Linked DNA regions of Sus scrofa: region 1 is linked to region 2. A link is a contact called in public HiChIP or PLAC-seq data. All regions are on one chromosome and are shown on one strand. The core of a region is the stretch at or near the end of the contact, and the rest is flanking DNA. Distances in the headings are between cores, read along the strand shown.

Region 1 (3,613 bases), core at 818-3,317, 100 kb before region 2:
AAAAAAAAAAAAAAAAAAAAAAAAAAAGAATCTACTAACTATGACAGTGTTTTTCTGGACATGGTTTAGTCTAGGGTGTCTCCTAAATTAGTTTTCCTCCTTATATAGCTAACAGACATTCAACTTTATATATTAGACTCATAATGCTTTCATATTCATATGGATTTTTTTAGTTGTCTAACTTAACAAAAACCAAAAGAAAGGGAAGAGATAGCACAGTATGTTTAATTTTACCTGGATTTTCATTCTCTGAAATTTGTCAAAAATTTGGTCAGTAGACTAATTCAGTATTAATTTCAGTTTTTGTATCATGTTTGTCATCTTAGTGTATGAAGCAGGATGGCTGTGTAGGTGGTATGTCAATAAGGCTTATGGTTTAAAAGACCAAATATATATTTTATGTACCGTATCGCAAAAATGAAAAGTTATGTGTTAAGGAAAATCCTGATGCTGTTTTAAATGTTCTTTTTAAATTAGTTCTTTGCTAACTTAGTTTTGAGTCTTGGTTTCTTTACTTTTATTTTAGCTAGCATTTGCTAAATTATGCTGTGACTGTTAATGTTCAGTTTGGTGCCAGCAAGTAAGAGTTCAGGTTCTTGCCTATAAAATTCACCTGAGTTAATTTTATTCTCATTTTCCTTAGAGGTGTAAAGGATGTACTAAAGAAGAGACTGAAAAACTATTATAAGAAGCAGAAGCTGATGTTGAAAGAGGGCAGTTGTGCTGACAGTTACTATGACTACATCTGTATTATTGACTTCGAAGCCACTTGTGAAGAGGGTAACCCACCTGAGTTCATACATGAAATAATAGAATTTCCTGTTGTTTTACTGAATACACATACCTTAGAAATAGTAAGTCAATTTTTACATTTAAGTTTTATTTTAGCAGCAGCTATTCTGGGGTTGGGTGATACAGTGAAGGGTCCCATTTGCTGTGTTAGCTAGAATTAGAATTCTGTAGAGGGGATGTTTGCTCTTGCTGCGTACTTAATAGATAGGGTATAATAAAATAATTTTAGAGTCTGTTGCTCTCCTTTTACAGTAGCTAAAATAAAAGTATTTTTTCTGTTTGCTTAGAATCCATATCTGGCTGAATATCAGAATCTCCTGCAGATTAAAAAAAAATTACTGATACCTGGCCCTCATCCCAGAGATTCTGATTTAGTTGTTCTGTGGTAGGACCCCTGGTGTCATCTTTTTTTTTTTTTTTTTAAAGCTTCTCAGTTGGTATGCAGTTAGGGTTGAGAACCACTATGGTAGACTAATTTAAATGCTGATCTCTAAAAATAAGAAAATAAGATACGGAAATTATCTTTCAACTTAGAACTGATTATCTTTCTGGTGAAGTGTTTAATACCATTTGCCTTATAAAATATGAATGAGGATGTATTGTAATATCTCCGTATCCAGAAGTTACTTTTGTGGTATCCCCAGTTGCAACACACTGGGAGTGAGTATAAAAAGGCTTCGTGCATTAAAATGCATAGAATTTTTTGTGTTATCTGAAGTCTTTTTTAGTTATATTCTTAATCATCCTATTTATATAATTTCCTTATCCAAACAGGTCAATAAATTAAAAGGAAGAGAGTTATGATCATCAAGCTATGATCATCATCTTTCATAACTCACTAGATCTTACTTCCTCTCTCTCACTCAAGGACGTTCCTTTAGCCATTCTTCCTTATTTAGACATGAATGACTTATTGCTTTCCACTGTATTGTTCCCAGCGCATATGGACTTGTTATTTTTCACACCATAAAAAGCCTTCACTTGATCCCACTTCCCTGCCAGCTACCCAGGGCCTTTGTTCCACCATGGCAGATTTTTTTGAAAAAGTTACATGTTTTAAGTCTCTCTCTGTTTTCTCCCATACTCTCTTAAACCCACACCACTGTAGGCTTAAGTTATGTATTCCATTCCATTCACTACATTAAGATCACTCCTCAGTGTCATCTTTGACCTTCATGTAAGTCCTGGTGGAATTGACCACTCTCTCCTTGAAGCACTTTCTTCAAGTGACTGCCAGTACATCTCATTCCACTGGGTTTTCTTCAGCCTTGCTGGGTTCCCCTTCACAGTTTCCTTTGCTGATTCCTCTTTTCCCAACTTCCTAATATTTGATGCTGTAGGTTTACTCCCAGGTCGTCTTCTCTATGTAGATCCTTTCCTTTAATGATTTTGTCTTATCATCTTGTTCCATAGTTTTTAGAAACTATATGCTGATGTCTTCCGGATACATATCTTCAACTTGCTTTCTGACCCAAATCCAGACTGTTACTTAACATCTCTACTTGGACATCTAAACAGACATCTTAATGTGTCCCAAGTTGAATTTATCTTCAATCTGTTTTATCTTCAGCCTTTAGCCTTCCATGGTTTGAGGGCTGGTGACTCTCTTTAATTGCTCTCTTTAATTAACTTTGGAATTATCCTTGACTCCTTTGTTTCTCACATTACACATCCAGGCCAGCAGCGACTCTTGTTTGCTCTGTCTTCAAAATATATCCAGAACCGCACTGCATTGACTCAGCCTGAGCCCCACTGAATTCTTGTCTAGATTTGTTGTGTTCACCACTTAACCAGTTTGTTTCGATCTTGTTCCCTACAACCCATTCTCAATCTAGTGGCCAGAGTAAAATAGAAATCAGATCATTTCACTCCTCTGCTCATAGCTCTTTTATGGCTCCCCATTTAACTCAGATTAAAAGTCATATTACTTTCATGATCTGGCCTCTCATTACCTCTGATTTCACCTGCTTGCTGACCTGCTTGTTGTTTCTCAGAAGTGCCATGCGTGTTCCACCCCCTTACCTCCCAAGGCTTTAGCTCAAATTCCTTTCCTCTGGAGGTCTTGCTGCTAATTCCCTTCCTCCCTTCCATCCTCACTTCCTTCCTTCCAGGCCTTCCTTAATTCTTGCCTTCTAAATAAAGCCCAAGTGGTTCTCTGTTCAGTAGTGTAGCTTGGATACCCCCACACACCCAGTGTTTCTGATCCTTCTTTTCTACTCTGTTTTCTTTTCTACTCTGTTTTATAAGAATCTTTTAACTTATGATGTAATTTATTTAGGTGATTATTAAATATTTGGTCAACGAATACATAGTTCTCTGTAGCACCATTCTGTTAAAAGTATTACATAGTAAAATTTTATTATTAATGTCATATTTAGTATTTATTACCTGCTTGTAATGGTGAGGGAAGTTGTGACATATTTTTGAAAGATTTTCATTTAAAATTATGAAACAAAATACTGATACTTAAAAGGGTATGCACTTCATTTGTCTGTGAGATTCGGTTAAGTAGAATTTTTCCTTATGCAATATGTCTGGTAAGTAACTTTTGAAGTTCAGATGTTCTTTGCTGTTTGTTTACTCTTTTACAGTTTTTTGTAGGTGTTGATAATTAACCTGCTTAACATAGTAGTTTGTAAAAAGAATTTTATTATCACTTATTTTTCTTAATTTTTTAATATTCTACTATAGGGAATATTCTTTTGTCTTTTTCTTTATATTAACCTAGTATTAATAGTTGCTGCCAATAAATCTTTAGGCTTTGAAATTGTCTTGAATTTTTAATAAGTGGTTTAGTGTGATCTGGTTTAGGGAGGTAGCA
Region 2 (3,423 bases), core at 748-3,247:
AAGACCTCACTGCATGACAGTGCCAACAGGGAATTTGACAGGGCATTGGGTCAGGCAGATGCTTTAGTCAGAGGGTCTTTGTGAACAGGTGAAGACTTGCCTGGTGGGGGAGCAGCTCAGGTGCACTGGCTGGGGGCTTGCAGCCAGGAGGGGCAGGGGAGGGTTTGTGGTGTTTCAAAAGAGATACTTATCACTGAATTACCATATTTCAAATTTTGACATGGGAATGCCTTAAGATCACTATTATTGAAGTCCACTTCAGGCATTTTTCTTACCAACATAGAATGATCTTGTTACTTTGAATCTGGTAACAAAGAAATGCAGTGCACTTTATACCTTTCATAAACTGGAGAAGGGATGGGACTTCTTAAAACAAAGTAAATTCATGACCTGTATAAAATCAGTTTTGCTTCCAAACAGTGTGAATCTATATTATATAATAGTTCTGAACCTGGAGAGTACTGTCTGTGTACTTGATGTAAGACATGCTTAGATAAAACCCAGTTCTGCCCAATGTCAACATAAGATAAAAAATGTGATTGGCCCCTAAGTTGTATTATCATGCAATCTTCCAGTGCCTGGAGAGGCATACAAAATAAAGCACTAGATTGCAGACTCATTACAGCCAGTTTTAGGGACAAGAACTCCATGGAACACCACTTAAGAGCATTTAAAAAGTCAAAACATTTTAAGGTTCAAAAAAGAAAAAACCCAACCACAAAACTCTAGGAGCCATGACACTCCAGACCTGTCTGACACTGAGTTAAAAAGCCCCAGAAGCTGCAGGGTGTCTCCCAACTAACCTGGATAACGCAGGTGAAAGGACTCTTTGCTTTCAGAGTCAAGGAGGTTTGCCCCCAAATCCAGGCAGCTGGGCACTCCTTTCCCTGCCTCCTTTACGAAAACCTTACTTTAGTAAGATCAGGCACAAGAAAAATGAGGCAGTCATTTAACTTAAGCTCCAAAAACAAAACAAAAACCCCAACCTTCTAAAAATGCACATGTAAAAATATCTTTTATACACTCCCAAGTACCAACCAATCTTGCCCAAGAAAAAAAATCACAGAGTTTGGGAGTCTATTTGATAAGGAAAGTCCCAGGAGTCTCACAACAGTATGAACCAACAGACTTTTAATGCTTGAGTCCAATATGGTTAAGAACAATTAATCTCTGATATTTCAGAGTTGGCAAAGTGAAAATAAAATCCGAGAACTTGGTGAGGTTTTTGACCCCTACCCCTTTACACACCCACACACCATAAATAAGAACAACCAAATTAAAGTCTGTGGGGGCTTGTAAAGTGTTGTTTACAAAGCAGATGTTGTTAAATCACAGTCAAAATACAACCAAACATTTCTGAAGGTGTTGAGGATATATCGAATCTGAAAATCCAAATGTTCTGAACACGGCATAAAAGATGACTCTCCAGGAAAAGAGATTCTACAATCCTTTTGTGAAGAAAGAGACACAGGCAAACCGGCCCAGCTGAGCAAGTCACAATGTCTTGTAATTGAGCTGTCCGGTGACTCAGGGTAAAAGTGAGTGCTTAGAAAGCTCCCCCACAAAGCCAAAAGGAGAAGCTATATCTGTCCCACTCATGATTGTCCTGTCTGGCATCAGCCTGGCACCGGTGACACCACAAAGCACCAGTTTACTTTCGATAGCTGGTGTGTTGTCCTCTGCTGGGATATCTATGTGGAATCAGAAAGAGGAAATGCCTGTCTCCGACATGAGTTGATCTGCCTTTATTATCTTTTCCTGAACATCAGATGAACTGTGGAAGAAAACCATAGGCACAAAATTCACAGATGAAGTGTGATGCCTGTGTAGACACAGGGCAGCTACAGCAGGCAGGAAGGCCCTGGCTGGGCAGGGAAGACCCGAATAGGAGGGGCCAGGAGCCAGTGGGAGGTGCTGGGGACCGAGGGCTCCCAGGGCACTGACTTCCCACACCCCAGGGAAGAGGGGCTCCTCCAGGTGACCTCGTTATTAAGCCACCATGCTCCGGCCTCGCCGGTGCTGCCTGTAGGCCTGGGTCCCATCCAGACCCCTCTGGCACCATCCTACTCAGACCCTCATTGCTGTTACTTGGGTGCCAGACAGACCAGCACGCCCATCTCTTCCAAGCATGAACCCAGTTCTGTGATCTAAACCTGGCTGACTTGGCTGATTGAAGGAAAAGAGTGACTAGGATCCTTTCTTCTCAAAAACTGTGCCTAAAGGCAGTTCACCACTTCTCTTGGCTTCCACCTCCATCACAGGGTGACTGCAGCTCAGCTTGTCTGTACCCACTCAGCCCTGCTCCATGCCCTGCCGTTGCTAATAGTAGGGCCCAAGCTTCTCGTATCCTAAATAACTCGGCCACTCTGGAAACAGACCGTAGGAACATCGAGGGCTTCCAAACTGGTCAAGGGCTATTCCAAAATCTGGTCCATTTTGTGGCTGGGCTGTTCCCTGGGTGGATTTCAGCTCTGCCCGGATGATCCTATAGTTTTTGCCTTTGTTGCTGTCCCAGTACGTCTGTCCATTGCACTCATAGCACACAGCAAACTCCATCCTCTCATAAGACTGAATTTTCTCAGGCAAGCTGATGTCAAAGGAGAATGTGTCCCTGTCTGAACCCGCGTACGTGTCCTTCACGTACCAGCAGGGAAAGTCTGTGAAGCTTTTCCAGGTGTCGAATGTCATTCTGACTTTCACCATCTTCTCAAATGCAAGGTTCTGCACTTTCACTGTGCCTTCGATGGCTCTGTCCTTCAGGACGCAGTTCTCCAGGCAGACATGGTCGGTCTGAAGCCGATTCCTGAAGTCCAGGTAATCTGCAGACGGCTGTGCGAAATCCAGCACGAAGCTCTCGCTCTCTGCTGTCGTCAGACTCACAATGTTGTCCAGGAGCTCAGTGATGTTCAGTGGAATATCTAACGGGTCATCAAATTCGGAGAACACTTTGACCATTGTCAAGGCCAGCCCCTGGTTGTCTGCAAAGGACACCCGCTTCTTCACTTTTTTCTCCTGGACGGTAGGGGCCACTGTCCCACTGGCTTCATTCTTGCTGCTCAGCTGAATACAAGGCCTCAGAGGTTTGCTTGGCTTCGGTGAGATCTGGAAGGTGAACCGCTCTCTGCGCAAGGAGGGGGCCATGCAGCTGTACCTGCACTCAATGTCCACAGCCATCACGGGACTAGAAGAATAGGCTAGAACCCTGGGAGAGGAGAAAGACAGAAATGGCAAGATCAGACAGACTTTCAGACTCATCCCTTCAGCTGGGACTGGAGCACTACAATTGCCTTCACCTCTGCCCACATGGCTACATCTCAGTATTCACTCAAGTGTAGTCCAGCACGACTGGTTTCAAGGGAGATTAAAAGAGTAAAGTTGGGGGTTGAGGGAAAAGGCCCAAGATTAAAATAAACAGAGAAGTAT

The links. HiChIP or PLAC-seq counts read pairs in DNA pulled down with a chosen protein or histone mark.
Region 1: a contact with region 2 is called in an H3K27ac HiChIP or PLAC-seq map of alveolar macrophages. The contact joins two enhancer-like sites. A contact is called at or near these places in 3 of 47 Hi-C or Micro-C datasets (adipose tissue, blood and omental adipose tissue) and 1 of 2 datasets of contacts at active chromatin or transcription factors (alveolar macrophages).

The regions. Positions count from the first base shown.
Region 1 is chr15:56,110,880-56,114,492 of Sscrofa11.1, reverse strand. It overlaps ERI1 (3'-5' exoribonuclease 1), which reads left to right. Exons shown (of 7, transcript XM_021075032.1): 3 at 644-854. Among named protein-coding and RNA genes, the nearest start is that of ERI1, 11 kb to the left of the region's middle. Within about 2 kb of position 2,067, at least 1 of the 83 cell types and tissues checked has an H3K27ac peak or open chromatin away from gene starts, as enhancers often do. A contact at or near this core is called in alveolar macrophages, where this site is marked.
Region 2 is chr15:56,008,610-56,012,032 of Sscrofa11.1, reverse strand. PPP1R3B (protein phosphatase 1 regulatory subunit 3B) reads right to left here. Exons shown (of 2, transcript XM_005671823.3): 2 at 1-3,202. The coding sequence ends at 2,320. Among named protein-coding and RNA genes, the nearest start is that of PPP1R3B, 7.9 kb to the right of the region's middle. Within about 2 kb of position 1,997, at least 14 of the 83 cell types and tissues checked have an H3K27ac peak or open chromatin away from gene starts, as enhancers often do. A contact at or near this core is called in alveolar macrophages, where this site is marked.